3 separate regions of the Mus musculus genome follow, and regions 2 and 3 are each linked to region 1. A link is a contact called in public ChIA-PET and Hi-C data. All regions are on one chromosome and are shown on one strand. The core of a region is the stretch at or near the end of the contact, and the rest is flanking DNA. Distances in the headings are between cores, read along the strand shown. Region 1 holds the start of Tspan13 (tetraspanin 13). Region 2 overlaps Bzw2 (basic leucine zipper and W2 domains 2). Region 3 overlaps Bzw2 (basic leucine zipper and W2 domains 2).

The links. A called contact is a pair of places that touch in the nucleus more often than the background predicts. ChIA-PET counts read pairs in DNA pulled down with a chosen protein or histone mark.
Region 2: a contact with region 1 is called in a Hi-C map of cerebral cortex, with 4 times the contacts expected there. The contact joins the enhancer-like site here to the promoter of Tspan13 in region 1. A contact is called at or near these places in 4 of 39 promoter capture datasets (the C10 cell line, the HPC-7 cell line and hippocampal neurons), 6 of 484 Hi-C or Micro-C datasets (bone marrow-derived DN3 thymocytes, cerebral cortex, conventional type 1 dendritic cells and 3 more), 2 of 115 datasets of contacts at active chromatin or transcription factors (bone marrow-derived macrophages and neural progenitor cells) and 3 of 9 other capture datasets (adipose tissue, liver and pancreatic islet).
Region 3: an RNA polymerase II ChIA-PET map of memory CD8 T cells shows a contact between it and region 1, with 290 read pairs. The contact joins the enhancer-like site here to the promoter of Tspan13 in region 1. A contact is called at or near these places in 3 of 39 promoter capture datasets (the C10 cell line and the HPC-7 cell line), 10 of 484 Hi-C or Micro-C datasets (CD4 T cells, CD8 T cells, CD8 central memory T cells and 6 more), 5 of 115 datasets of contacts at active chromatin or transcription factors (bone marrow-derived macrophages, effector CD8 T cells, memory CD8 T cells and 2 more) and 2 of 9 other capture datasets (adipose tissue and liver).

Annotation. Positions count from the first base shown.
Region 1 is chr12:36,040,651-36,045,442 of GRCm38.p6, forward strand. It overlaps Tspan13 (tetraspanin 13), which reads right to left and starts at 1,828. Exons shown (of 6, transcript NM_025359.3): 1 at 1,601-1,828. The coding sequence starts at 1,663.
Region 2 is chr12:36,107,656-36,112,341 of GRCm38.p6, forward strand. Bzw2 (basic leucine zipper and W2 domains 2) reads right to left here. Exons shown (of 12, transcript NM_025840.3): 8 at 2,050-2,220. Among named protein-coding and RNA genes, the nearest start is that of Bzw2, 47 kb to the right of the region's middle. Within about 2 kb of position 2,951, at least 12 of the 459 cell types and tissues checked have an H3K27ac peak or open chromatin away from gene starts, as enhancers often do. A contact at or near this core is called in cerebral cortex, cortical neurons and forebrain, where this site is marked.
Region 3 is chr12:36,133,883-36,138,415 of GRCm38.p6, forward strand. Bzw2 (basic leucine zipper and W2 domains 2) reads right to left here. Exons shown (of 12, transcript NM_025840.3): 2 at 1,009-1,073. The coding sequence starts at 1,066. Among named protein-coding and RNA genes, the nearest start is that of Bzw2, 21 kb to the right of the region's middle. Within about 2 kb of position 2,684, at least 43 of the 459 cell types and tissues checked have an H3K27ac peak or open chromatin away from gene starts, as enhancers often do. A contact at or near this core is called in CD8 T cells, CD8 central memory T cells, effector CD8 T cells and 4 more, where this site is marked.

The sequences.
Region 1 (4,792 bases), core at 578-3,077:
AGCAGCCACTGTACCCTGCACTGTGTGTAAGCAGACACTGTAAGATGGAGAATCAGGTAAACAGATGACTGAATCACTGAGGGGGGGAGGGGGACTCAGGCACAAAATAGAATGTGACGTTCTAAGCAGACCATTCATGTTAATAAGAGAAATTGTTCAAGAACGGATAGGAATTTACAATATAGCAATGTGGTAAGCATGCCTCACACCGCACAGGTGAACTTAATATGAAACTTGACATGGATTTCCAGTGACAGGAGCTGTTTCGCCACCATGTATTCTAGAATTTTTCTGCCAAGTGTACCATTTGTGAGCATGTTGACTGGATTCCCAGGAACTAGCCAGAAAAATATATACACCATCGGTGCCTATGTCAAAGCTTTGCCATCATTTTCAGACACACACCAGAAAAAAAAAAAAAAGGTAAAATGACCCGTGACCTGGTGTCTCTGCTTGTCAACCACAAGCGGCCTCTCTTGTCCATAGATGTAACCTAAGCTGGCCCAGATGGCCTGGCTCTGCTAATGCAGGGAAACTGGGTTTGTTTTCAGGGTGGGTGCTGCAAGCACCAGATGTATTTATAGAAGAGAACAAGTCTCCGATGGAATGAGATGACCGAAAGGAAGTTTCTTCCACGCAGGAGAGGCAGCTTGTGGAAAGGTCTAGATTCCACAGCTTGGTTCCAGTCCAGACTCTCCAACTACCAGTTATGAAAACTTAGTAAAGCCTTTTTTGGTCTTTACCGTTATAAAATTTAGACAACTGCGCTTGCCACAGATAGATAACAAATTGACAAATGAAAAGGCTGGGGTGGTGAAGGTTTTCAATAAACATCACCTCAACTTCCTGCTGTCCAGCCACAATTATGCCTCAAAAAAAAAAAAAATCAAACTGAGTTTTCCATGTTAAAGCTGGAAGGCATATGCTGATACGTAGGGAGGAAAAAATAAATAAAAAAATAAAAACGACTTGGGTGGAGGACTATATACTGAAGGACTTCGCCAAAAATGGAGCTAGAATATTGATAAAGGGGAAGGAAGATGGCATGGGAAAAGCATCAGGCGAATACCTCACGGGCAGAAACATCAACAAAGAGACTTTATGTAAGCACGAAACAAACTTCGGAAGCCACGGATATCCTGTGAACCTGCTCTATGGCCTCCATTCAAAAGGCAGCTTTTAGAGCTGTGCCAGAAGCGCGCCATCCACAGGCCGCCTGGTCCATCCCAGGCCCCACTATCCCGCAAACCTGTCCCCTAAGCCCGGGCTGCTCTCCAGCCTCCGAACCTCCAGATGGGATGGCCAGCCGAAAGCGTGCGGCTAGAGGGATTGAGATGGAAACCTGGGGATGGATGAAAGAATGGGGAGAGTGGGAAGGAACGCGAAAGTGAAGGGCTGCAGAGAGCAGGGCGAGGGGCGAGCGCCACAATGAAGGACGGGCGGAGACTGCGACAAGCAGGCTCGGGGTCCCGGGCGGGGGCTGCAGGCGAAACTGGGGCGTGGGAAGCCCGCAAGGGGCGCGGGATGGGGCGCAGGCGAATACTCAGGCGGGGAGGAGGCCGACGGCCCCCGCAGGTGCCACCGGGCGCGGGCTACTCACGGTATACAGCAGGTTGAGCGCGCACAGGCAGTTCTTGGAGCACGAGAAGCCCCCGCACACCATCGTGGCGCGTGGGCTAGCGGGTGCCTGCGGGTCGAGGCGTCTTCCGCCGGGCTGGGCGAGTAGCTTCTGGATCCTGGCCTCCTGAGCCTGTGGCCCGGGCTAGGCTCGGGGCTCGGGTTCGGGGTTCAGGATCAGGGCTGCAGTGCCGCGCCCGCAGCGGCTCCCACCCGCTCTGCAACCTGCGGCCGCAGCGGATCCGCCGATCGCGCGCCCCGCCCCGCCGCCTCGTCTCGCCCTGCACTCTGATTGGCCACTGCTAGGGAACAAAGGTAGAGATATGCAAATCAATGCGCTCTGGGGTCCGGGAGAGGCGGGGCAGCTCAGCGGAGGAGAAGGAGGAGGAGGAGGAGGGGGCCCCGAGACTGTCTGGAGGGAGCCGGCCTCTGGCTCACGAGACTGTGGCCTCTGTATAATTTCCCCCCTCCCAGGTGAACAGCAGAGGGCGGGGCTCCACGCTGGCAGGAGAAATGACAGCACCTCTCTCCATTCTTGCCCTGTGGGTGACGTGGCACCATTTTGAATGAGATGATAAAACAAATCGAAGCACCTGGCCTCGTTTGAATGAAAGAAAGACGACAAGAATGAAAGATTTACAGAGAACAGGGAAGGGGGCAATGAAAGGAAAAACATCAGTGAAAGACTAAAAAGAGCAAATAAAAACTAATTTCTCTCGACATAGGTAAGAAAGGTAACCTGTAATTGTGACAGATTTCAGATCAAGAGGACTTAATCTACAGGGATTTTTGAAATACTAATAAACCTTATGAATACATATGTGCAAAATAAATCAGGAGTCTTTATTCTTGTAGTGGGATCCTGGGTTTTAGGGGCCTATTTTTGCATAAATACAAGCTAGGAAGCCTTTCGATAACAGATTCAATTAATTTATCATCACTTTTGTTTGCTGCATCTTCATCCTGATTCCTAACCTCTAACTAGATTATTAGAAGTATATCATGCACTATTTGACAGACCCCCTTGCATAGAATAAAGTGTCCTATCAGATGCACCAGTGCGCCTGATGGTTTTAAGGCACTCACTACTGGGTTCCAACTGTTAAGCGGCAGTAAAGGCTTGGTATTTTCTATTTGGTATTTTCTATCAAAAGAAATTCTACCAATAGGTTTTATAAAGAGATTTTTAAGGGCCTTAAGAGTTGGCTCAGCTGTTATGGCACTTATTGCTTTTACAGAGGACCCCAACACCCAAATGGCACTCACAACACCTGTCTCTCCAGTCCTGGGGATCCAGTGCCCTCCTCTGACCTTAGTGGGCATCAAGCATGCACATGGTACACACATGCAGGCAAAACACTCGTAAAATAGTAAAATAGATCTTTTAAAAAGCGATTTTCAAATTTACTGTACATTTTGAGCCTAAAACTTCTCACGGTTAGGTGAATGTATGTCAAAAAACAAAAACAAAACAAAACAAAAAAAAAACCCAAAAAAAACAAACATAAAAATCATTGACTTAAACAAGTTAATTAAATACCTTCTCTTCAAATACTCCAGCCTATTTGTACTTCCTTTAGAACTCACCATGCAAATAAACACTCATGGATTTTACGTCTCTTGCAATCCTTATCAATCTTGTATGTATTCCCAGAAACATTTTTAAAAATTAGTATGGGAAATAACTCTGCACTCCAAACTATACTGCTCTACTTTTCTTTTTAAAATCCAGAATTTTAATACTTACATGGTGGTGCACGTCTTAAATTTCAGTACTCTGGAGGCAGAGGCAAGCAGATCTCTGTGAGTTTCAGGTCAGTCAACACTGCATAGGGAGACTCTGTTTTAAACTATATAAATAAAACTAAACTAAGCAGTTTACAAAGAAGTGTCAACAAGAAAATCTGAGACTCCAACACCAATATCCTATCCAAATAAAGCGTAAGCAGTTTTCAGGGTGGAAGTAACTACTTCAGTCTCAAGCTTTTCTTTTCTACATACTTCGTGTATTTTAAACATTCTGAAAGATTTGGGTGGGCAAGAGAATTGTATTTGGAAGTCAAGCTTGATAGCATATAGCTATAATCTCAACCCTGGGAAAGCAGAGGCAGGAGAATTATGAGTTGAAGACTAGCCTAGATGGAATAACAGAATCTATCTAAGAAAGAAAGAAAGAAAGAAAGAAAGAAAGAAAGAAAGAAAGAAAGAGAAAGAAAGAGAAAGAAAGAAAGAAAGAAAGAAAGAAAGAAAGAAAGAAAGAGAAAGAAAGAAAGAAAGAAAGAGAAAGAAAGAAAGAAAGAAAGAAAGAAAGAAAGAAAGAAAGAAAGAAAGGAAGAAAGGAAGAAAGGAAGACAGGATCGGACTCCCAGAACTCACAATTCCAGGGGATCCCACCACTCTGGCTTCAGTGCACACCTGCACTCAAGTGCACATATATTCACATCACCAAAAATAGCATGAATCAAAAGAAAATCTTTTGAAGTATCAAAAGGAAAGACATCCAGTGCTGAGGAGGTAGAGACAGGCAGATAGCTTCCTGGGGCTCACTAGCTGCCCAGTCTGGCCTATGCAGCAAGCTCTTAGGCCACCATGACTGTGTTGTAAAGTAGGGGGGAAGTGCCTGACGAATCATAGATACCTCAGGTTGTCTCCTTGCCTCCTCATGCACGCACACCTGTGCTTGAACACCTGCATGCATGCATGCTTTATCACACAGTCATGAATGCATACTCACATGTCCATGTGCACAGGCAAAATAAAAGCATGGCTTCAATCATTGTCCACTGCTTTAAACTGGTGTCTATTACATGGGCTGAGTTGTTAACTGACATAGGAAGGCAGGCTTCATAAAAAGTGTTTTGGTATGAAATACATGATTCTTTCATGAAGAAATAAATGAACTGGATCTTTATGCTACCCTCGGTAGACTAGTAAGGAAGTGATGTGCTGATTGCCTCCTACCCAGTCGATGGAGGAGACTGTTCAATCCACTTCTACACCCCAACCCTGTTCTTTTGTCCCTTTCCTGCTCCCTTTCATTCCTCGCTATCTTCCCTTGCTCCACTCGCTCTTTGTTCTTTCTCTCTCTGTAGCATTTGTTGTTATTGTTATTTTTTTTCTGAGACAAAGATATCTACTTATATAGCCCAAGCTAACATCAAATTGCATCCTCCTG
Region 2 (4,686 bases), core at 1,701-4,200, 68 kb after region 1:
AAAGAGAGTCAAAGAGCAACAGCAGAGCAAATACAAAGCCTGGGGCTATTCTTAAAGGCCTGGCCAATAAAAGGTTTGGGGCAGGCTGGGAAATCTTGGGCTCAGCTGCTCCATCTCTAATACACATCCTCAAGTGATCAATGAAAAGTAGAAGACCTAAACTTAGCTCTAGACAAAAGCTGTTAGGTGACACAGAATAAGAGAAAGGCTCCGTGTCCTGGATAATCATTATGCGGGTGAACCCTTTGGGTTCAGTAGAGTAGGGCACTTGAATCAGACCGACTTTCCGTGGGTTTGAAGTAAACAACAGGTCTGTGAAATTTTCTGTCTCTTAAAATTAAATATCTCAATGGGTGTGTCGGGCTTGCCTAGATCCAGTCCCTACAATGTATCCTTAATTTCTACTCTTGAGATGACTCCCACGCCCCGTCGAAGTGAAAAGTCCATAGGTAAAGAAACTGCAGACTGCAAAGGCACCCTCCTCCTTCCCTTCCCCACGTTCCAGACTGGGAACCTTTCTATATACATGAGGATGACCTTGAACCTACTGTTCTCTTCACTGCCTCGCTGCGAAGATTAGCCACCATACCTGCTTTATGAGATGCTGAGATTAAACTGAAGGCTCGTATGTACCAAGCAAGCTACACCCTGAATCCTGTAATTCTCTTTCCTTGATTCACGTCAATCCAGTGTATTCTGTAACTAGCAACACACCCTCTTCACCTCCCTTATTGTGAGAAGATAACTGTTGTCTTTACTCCTGGGCTGACCTTCAGAAATAGAAGAGTGGCTTGGGTAGCTTTAGAGAGAAGTGGCTGAACTACTAGAGGCTGGGATTCCTTCAATGAATAGCAACAGGGGACTGGCCTACATCTAAAAGCATGGCTGTGGTTTTCTCTGTAGTTCTCCTCACCCTGTGGGCCCTGAAAGTCATGCGCAGCTCTAGTTGGAAGAATATGGTTGAAATTGCCGTAAGACCATGGATGCACGAGCTTTTGTTGTTCTAACACCTCCACCTGGTGGACAGTTACCAGTCTAAGCTTCTCCAGCTCTTGAGAAGCCAGGTAAGGTTTGGAGTTATAGTGGATACAGCTGAAGCGCAGGGATTTGGGAGTAGGAGGAACGCCCACTAGAGCCTGAGTTTATCATATAGAAAGGGTGTTTTTTTTTCCCCCAGCTTAAAGAATGCCTTTCCAGATGTATAAACAGTTATTGCCATCTAACACATAGCAAACTATGCTTAAACATGGTTCCAAAACCTGTAGCCTTTACACAGCTATTGTAAAGGAGTGAATAAGATGCTGGCCCAACTGATCTTCCCCTGTGTGGATTTTTGTTTTCTTCTTCAAAGGTGCTGGAGGATAGTTCAGTGGTGGAGCTCTTGCTGTGTACGCGCACAGTCCTGGATTTGACTCCAAGGACCATGAAAATAGAAACAAGCAACACATTTATATCCAGTGATGCAAAATGCCCAGCCTTGACACTAAGTACTAGTTAATGCTTAACACCAGGTAGAGAATCGACAATCCAATAGAAGTGCCACTGTATGGGAGATTTTACCAGCAGACAGCCAAGTCTATATGTTGATAAAACAGTGTGATAATCATAGCAGCCTGGTTATGAGGAAGCAATGTGAGCCAAAATAACATCAATTTCTAGAATAGCCCAAAATATAATAAAATAGGATTTTGAGTGAGTACCTTGAGCCAACTTCAGTGCTAGGAGTAAGGGAACAGTGAATGGTAACACATATGAGGGAGGGAAAGCTTATGTTATATGACCCGTGTAATTCTACACACACACACACACACACACACACACACACACACACAGACACACACACCTCAGCATGCATAGCTTTCTGCAGTGTTGGGGATGTAAGCCGTGACCTCGTAAATACTTCTTCAAGCACTCTACCACTGGACACACCCACACCCATCAACCATGTATGTTGTCCTGGAGTTCACTCTGGTCTCCTAGCTCGCTGAGGGGCGCCACCCTTACCCTTTATCTGTGTGTGTTGTGCAGGAGTTCACTACGGCCTCCTACCTCCTTGATGGGGCATTCCTGAGACAGTCGCTCTTGCAGCTCCTTCTGCAGTTCTTTCCTGGTGCCCAGCGACTGCTGGACTCGGAGAAAGTCCGACAGCTCCTTCAGCCCCGCGTCAGTGAAGTACTTAGCGAAATGATCCACACTCTGTCTGTTCACTGGGAAGAGTTCCTGAAGGAGAAAAGGAGGTTTGTAAGCTACAGGCTATTCAAATTAGGATGGGATTCTCATACTAAAGCCACTTGTGACATCGCTCATTCAGCTGAGGAGGACTGAAGTGTTCCTATACAGTCACGGAGGTGAGCATCTTTTAAAATAAAGTATTGAGCAACATAGACAAACTTGCTTTGTTCACCGTACCCACCCATCTCTTTTTCTTTGCTTTAATCAACAATGGCACAGGACTAAATTCACCTGACCACATGAATATGATAAAAACTCTGAACAGTATTTAAATTGTTTTTAAAGTGAGAGGAAGGAAACTGAAACCGTTTGCACTGCTTCCTTCGTTGAGTTAACAAGGCTCTTTCTGTAAAGCTGAAATGATTGGAAACACTAGAAAAAAAAACAAAAACAAAAACAAAAACAAAAAAACCAAACCGCTCCTCCCCAGGGACCTCCACTCATCACAAGTAAATGCTGCAGCCAAGGATACAGTAAAGGAGCCATGGTGGACTTTGCTATCTATTCTCCACTAATGATGGTGGCTCTCAATTAAGGTCTGGGCAAGACCTATTCTAAACTTAACTCATCGACTGCTCAGCTTACCACATTATTCTGATGGTGTGGTTTGTTTGTTTTTGGTTTTGGTAAAACAACAATAAAAAGAGCAGAACACCATAGCTGCTTTGATATCTTCATCACGTCATCTTCCCCTACGCAGCCTGGCACCTTCTCATAACCGTCTAATCCTGTGTGAATTCAGCAGCTAACTATGAAATGCAGGCAATTCACAGAGCTCTCACATTCTCCCGACTGCTGGCAAGTCTAAAAACTGGGCACAAACTTTACATTGGTTAGATCTGCCTGTGTGTTGCCAAAGGCTCCATATCTCCAACTCAGTACAAAGAGCTGTCATGGGGGCTGCCACTGAGGAGAGGGGCAGAGCAGAGGCTGCTTGGCCAGGACTTAAACCTCAGCCTTCCCCTATTTCACCCCCAAATTTCCCTTGACTCATATATTTTTATGTCAGAACAGAGTCAGTGGGAGAATCTATCAAATGCGCATGCATATCAAAATACCACTTCCCACCACACTGAAACTTCACCGTTAATATTTACAGTATCATTGTGTTAGTGTTTACAGTTCCATCCAAGACATTTCAGATTTAGTGGAAGGGGCCAATTTCATTTTATGGAGTGGTCCCTCCCCTCCCAGAGAATCAACTGAATTGGGATTTCCTTTAGACTGTTTAAAATAAGCAAGTGTTTCTAGAAACAAAAGCGCTCTTGCTCTCTCTCTCTCTCTTGTCATTTCTCTATATCTAACAAGTGTGTTTATATATGTGCAGTTTGTAGGACCCACTTGTGTGAGCTCTCAGAGGACAGCCTGTGGAAATCTGGTCTTTCCATATGTGGGTCCTGAGGAATCAGTTCTCAGGCTCGGCAGCAGGCACTCCTACTCATGTATCCATATTGCCAGGCAGGCCTGAAGTAGACATGCATCAATAAATTTAACAGCTGATGTGGCTGATACAGCTAGAAATACTTCAGGACAGTGCCATTGGCACTAAGGTCAGTCAACATTGGCTCCATAGCTCAGTATAACCACGGAACGCTCTTTGTCAGGAAGACGTGACTGCAAAATGGGATTTGATGTTATGTTCAAGTGCATGCCAATCATACTGTTCCCATACAGTTCATTTATGAAGATGTCGTTTTAGGATACACAGCCTCATCGCATAGGCCTTCCTTACTACCAAAAAGTCTGTATTAATTATTATTCTGCCTGATCTGGTTTCCTGTAGCTTTTGTCTAGGTAATTTTCTCTCTACAGTGTTTCACCTTGACTTTCCCCTTTGTTTTTGATTTTGAGATCGAGTCTCATGAAGGTAGCTTTGATCTGGCAATATACTAGAAGACTAGCTTCAAACTCATGGTAATCCTCTAGCCTCAGCCCCCCAGTGTTAGGATTACAGACAAGTACCACAATAACCCCAAATTCACCATTAAAAACAAACCTGCACTCGCTATCTCTGTGTTGCCCATTCCCTTGAAGTCAATGCTACTTCATAAAAGCCAGGGTCTATTTGCTTTCTTTCAATTATCCCCATTCCCAGAAATTCGTGGCACACAATGTGCCAATACCATACTCAATGAATAAATAAAAGACCAACTTCTCCTTTTTCTAGGGATTCGAAATAGTTTCTTCCATCCCCTCTCCCCTTGAGCTATACAATTTTTTCCTTCATCTGTAACAGTGCTGAGTAATAGCTAACATCACTATTTTTGTGAACAGTTACATAAAACTTAGCTGCATATCTTCATGAAACAAAAAATGACTCCCTTGAGAATATAACAGATGCCAAGTGTCTCATGGGTTGAGTCAGGAAATCTCAGGCACCTCCTGTACTTGTTCGCCACAAGCAGCCTCTCCTCTCCCCACTGATGTTGGAAGCTCTTGGGAGAAACAGAATCT
Region 3 (4,533 bases), core at 1,434-3,933, 94 kb after region 1:
ATCACCTTGACAAAATCTAGAATCGTCTTGGAGATGGTTCCCAGGGAATATTTTCTTCAGTGATATCTTCTGACTGGGGAGATCATGTGAGCAGCTGCTCTAAACTACCAGTGTCTCAGCTTCCACACCATGATGGACTGAGAGCAGAATCAACCCTTAAACTGCTTGTGACAGAGGATTTTAATAGAGGAAAAGCAGTGAAGACAGGGAGAAATAGTACCTGAGGGCAAATGGTCACTGAGCTTAGAAATCCTAAGTTCAGGAGGTTTACTGGGATTCTTCTTTCAGGGTGAAAAGTCTCTTTTGTTCACCACGGCTGTCAAGAGCTGGGGATGTAGCTTAGAGATGAAGCACTCATCTCACATGTGCCCATGTGCAAGGTCCTGGCCAGGCCCAATCATTAGCTCAGCAGGGAAAGAAGATGAAAGAGAAATCACACAGGTATGGTGACTCACGCTTGTAGTCATGAGTTTCAGCACTCAAGGAGTTGAAACTGCAAGACTGTGGCAAGTCCAAGGCCCGCTGGGACTCTATGGTGAATTCTGCTCACAGCAGGAATGAGTGAAAGTTCCATGTGTTTCAAGGGCCAGTACCGCTCGATTTAATCTGACTTCAAATTTTGGGAACCTCTTTCCCCGAGCATTTCTACCTTTTACGTGACTATTTTCTCAAAAAGAACCAAAACAAAGCACAAAACAGGAAACTAAAATATAAAATGTGATGTCACAATCAGTAAGGTTGTAAATGTAAGAAGCAGCCAAGCTTATCCACTGTTTTCATTTTATCATTAAAGAGGCAGAGCCCTGGGGAAGACACGAGAGCCATCCAACACTGAACAGCAAACTCAATTCCACCACGGCTGCACCACAGAACTGAGGCTAGTTAGAGTTCCAGTGTAGCAGTAAGGGGAAGTAAGAGACAATTCAAACTTTTCTCAATTCTAACGATTTGATTAGAACACAACACAACACTATACAACACAACACAACACAACAGAACACAACCTACCCCTTTTCCGGGTTTTGAACCGCTGGCCTGTTAGTACTGGCTTCTGATGCTTATTCATAAAATTACTGAAAAAGAAAAACAACATTTATGTACTTTAAAACAGCATTCCAAACAACCCTACGTAGATCATCAGTACATGGTCAACCCCAACCATGTGGGAATAGGGCTTTTACACTACTGGACTGGCAACATGTGAAAGTTTACCAAGAACCACTTTTGGCAAAGGTTGGGAAACAACCACCCACATCAACGTTGGCAGAAGTTAGACTTCATGCCACACTTTTGGGGAGTATATGGTGAATATCTGTGAATACTTACATGTGTATACCGTGCAGTCTAACAATTACTTTCCCCCTGCTGTCCTACAGCTGCACTCACACACCAAGGCAAACATACATGTATGTGAAATACAGTTGTAGCATTCCACACGCATTTAGTTACGTAAATCACAACTTAGCCACTGCATAGAACATTGGCAGCCTCAGGAAAGGATGAATTAGATCTAACTCTGCTGTATCGCAGGTTCTGCTTCTAGCTCTGATGATGGGAGTTATGTCAAGACCCCATTTTCCCCATCATGCATTGCGTTGCAACCTCACTGACTTGTGCTTTTTGCTCCAAAAGACAAGATGAAATCTAGTTTCTGAGGCCACATACTGGCTTCTTCTAGGTCGACTCCCCCAGCTGATCCTGTTCCTTTCTCTGTGCATACTCTCATGCCTCCTCTGCAGAGGACTTCCTGTCTGATAGAAATGTCCCCTGCTTCCTGTGTGTGTTGACTAGTGTTCTGCTCCTTCTGTCTTCAGGACCAGTCATTTTATTGTCATCTGATTGATCTAAGACCTAAAAATCTAGGACCATTTTTAAGGCCTAAAAATTAAGCAGCGTATAAGCATTTAAATGCTTACCTGGTAAGCAGCTATGCTAACATGGGATGATGTTCAGTTGTCAATAGGTAAAAATTCTATTAAAGAATGTAAAGTGTAACTTACTTGCCTAAAAAGAGGGTAAATATGTGATTCTCATATGTAAGAAAAAATTAAATATTCATACATAAAATGTATTCTTTAGGACCTTTTAACAATGAATAACCTGTTGGCATGAATATATACCAAAAATACCTAGACTGCTTAAGTTATAGAGGCGAAGTAAGACAGTACATGTTATTCAAACAGGCTACTGAATTTATCATCTACCATTTAAAAAAGTGTGACTTGAAGCTAATCTTGGTGGCACAGGCCTATAATCCCAGCTACTTGGGAGGCTGAGGCAGGAGGATTTCCAGTTTAAGTCTTGCTTGGGATACAGAAAAAAGTTCTAGGCCAGCCTTGGCAACTAAGTGAGACCTTGTCTCAAAATGAATGAATCAATAAAAAATTAACAAAAGGGGTTACCCAAGCAATTATTACTTCATGAAGTTTAAAAGGGTCATTAGGAATATGAAAAAACAAATATGTCACTTCACAGAATAAATGTTCCTTCCTAGGGCTGGGGCTATTCCTTGGTGGTAGAACACTTGCCTGGCACGATCTTGGTCTCATGCTCCATCCCCACAGCCACCAAAACCAAACCAAACCACAATTTCCTTTCTCACCAATCGCTCTGACGAAGTAAAAGTAACTGCAAACAAAGCAACAGATGCAGAAACACAGTCGGTCGATTGTGCCACCGGCGCCGAGTTTCTAACAACTTCATCTAGTGAAAGGAAGTGCTTTGAGATATAAGGATGCCAGCCTGAGAAGATGAGGAGTAAGTCTAAGTCCTTAAGAGGTGCCAATAGTTACAACATCAGACCCTTCATCAGTGGCACCGCCTGTTTCACGTGATGGACACTGGGTTGGAAAAGAAGCACCACACGGGGATCACTTACATCAACTGTGAGAACCACCCAGAAACCTCCCTGGTAACTTTTCTCTCAGATGCACCCTTGGCCAGCAAACCTTTAATTGATGCAAAAGTGGTAACGTCTATGTCTTCCTCAACATGTCCACTGCACTCCCCCCCCATACAGACACCCCCAAATGTATTATCCCTCAACTCCCAGAAATCGTTCAGTGTTCAAGTCTCATTAGAAAACGTGGAAACAAAAATAAAATGAAAAAAAAATGCAACTCTGTCAAAATGTCTTTATCTTATAAGTATTTGGAAAAACTCAAGTGTGAGCTTTCTCTCAAAATTTTTGATCCAAAACACAAACCTAAGGACTTAATTAACACTGTCTTTGCACCTTATTCACATTTTTATGTCTATCAGAGAATGACCACAGAACACATCTAACTTTTAAATCAGTTCTAAGTGCTTACATTTTTCTTCACAGCCTGCTTATGGAACTTATTGTCAACACCATCTATCTATTCTATGTGGAGAATAACTGGATGATATGGAAACATACATGTGTTAATACATGCCAACAAATCTGAAACAAAACCTGTCTCTCACATTCCGAGACTGAGGACGCTGGGGTATCTGTCACTGGGCTGTTACTATTTGCAGCAGAGGCACACTTCCCTCTAAATTTAGCTCATCATGGCTACAGTATAACCCGCTCCAGTGAGGGCCAGCCTGCATAAGGTCCTCGCTGAGCCCATGTGAAAAATCCTGGCCTGAGAAAAGCCAGATCACTTGGGATTAAGAAATAGACAGAGCTCAAACCTAGAACAATATCAAAGAATGGGCAGCAAAGAATAGTCTAGAGGACACCATTAAAAGTACACCTTCTATGGTTGCTTATTATTATTTAGTATTATATTTACCACACCACATTATAACCTGAAGCCAGTTAACTAGATACAAAGTAGCATCGTTCTTTGCCCCACACTGGAAAACCTGGTGGGTGTGGCAGAAGCCCATTAGTAATCCTACTAATACTTTGGAGGCTGAGGTGGGGTTGGGTGGGGAGGTCACAGTTTTGATGTCAGCCAGGGCTACTCAGACCCTACGTCAATTGGAAAGATACACACTGTATCAAGCCAAGCACAGATGATCTATCAGAAAGGACTTGATCCTTCCCTGCCTCTTTGAGTGAAGGATGGTTTGCCCCAGTACTTGGAAGTTTGCTCATACATTCTGGCGTGGTCTGCTGTTGTTTGGTCTGGTTTAGTTTATCTCTAAATTCTGATAGCCTCCTTCCATGACGTACATACTACTGCACTATGCACATGACACATCTTCAATTTAGGACCATAAAGCAGAAGTCACAATTTTTTTTTTCCTGTAAAAGGACAGAGAAATACATCTCAGCTTTATGGTCTCATCTCTGTTTCAATTGCTACGGTCTGAAGAAGCCATCTGCAAATGAGTCCTGCAAAGATGGCTCAGAGGGCAAAAGCTTTCATCTACAAAGCTGATGATGTGAGTGAGGTTGATTTCTGAAACCCATTAGGGAGGAAGAGACAGGACTGATTCCATAAAGTTGTCCTCTGATCTCCACATATGCAGTCACACATGTCCTTCTCTCCTGTCCCCATGTGTGCACACCTTACACTCATGTGTACACAAAGACCTTAAAATTTTTAAAAGGAGAAA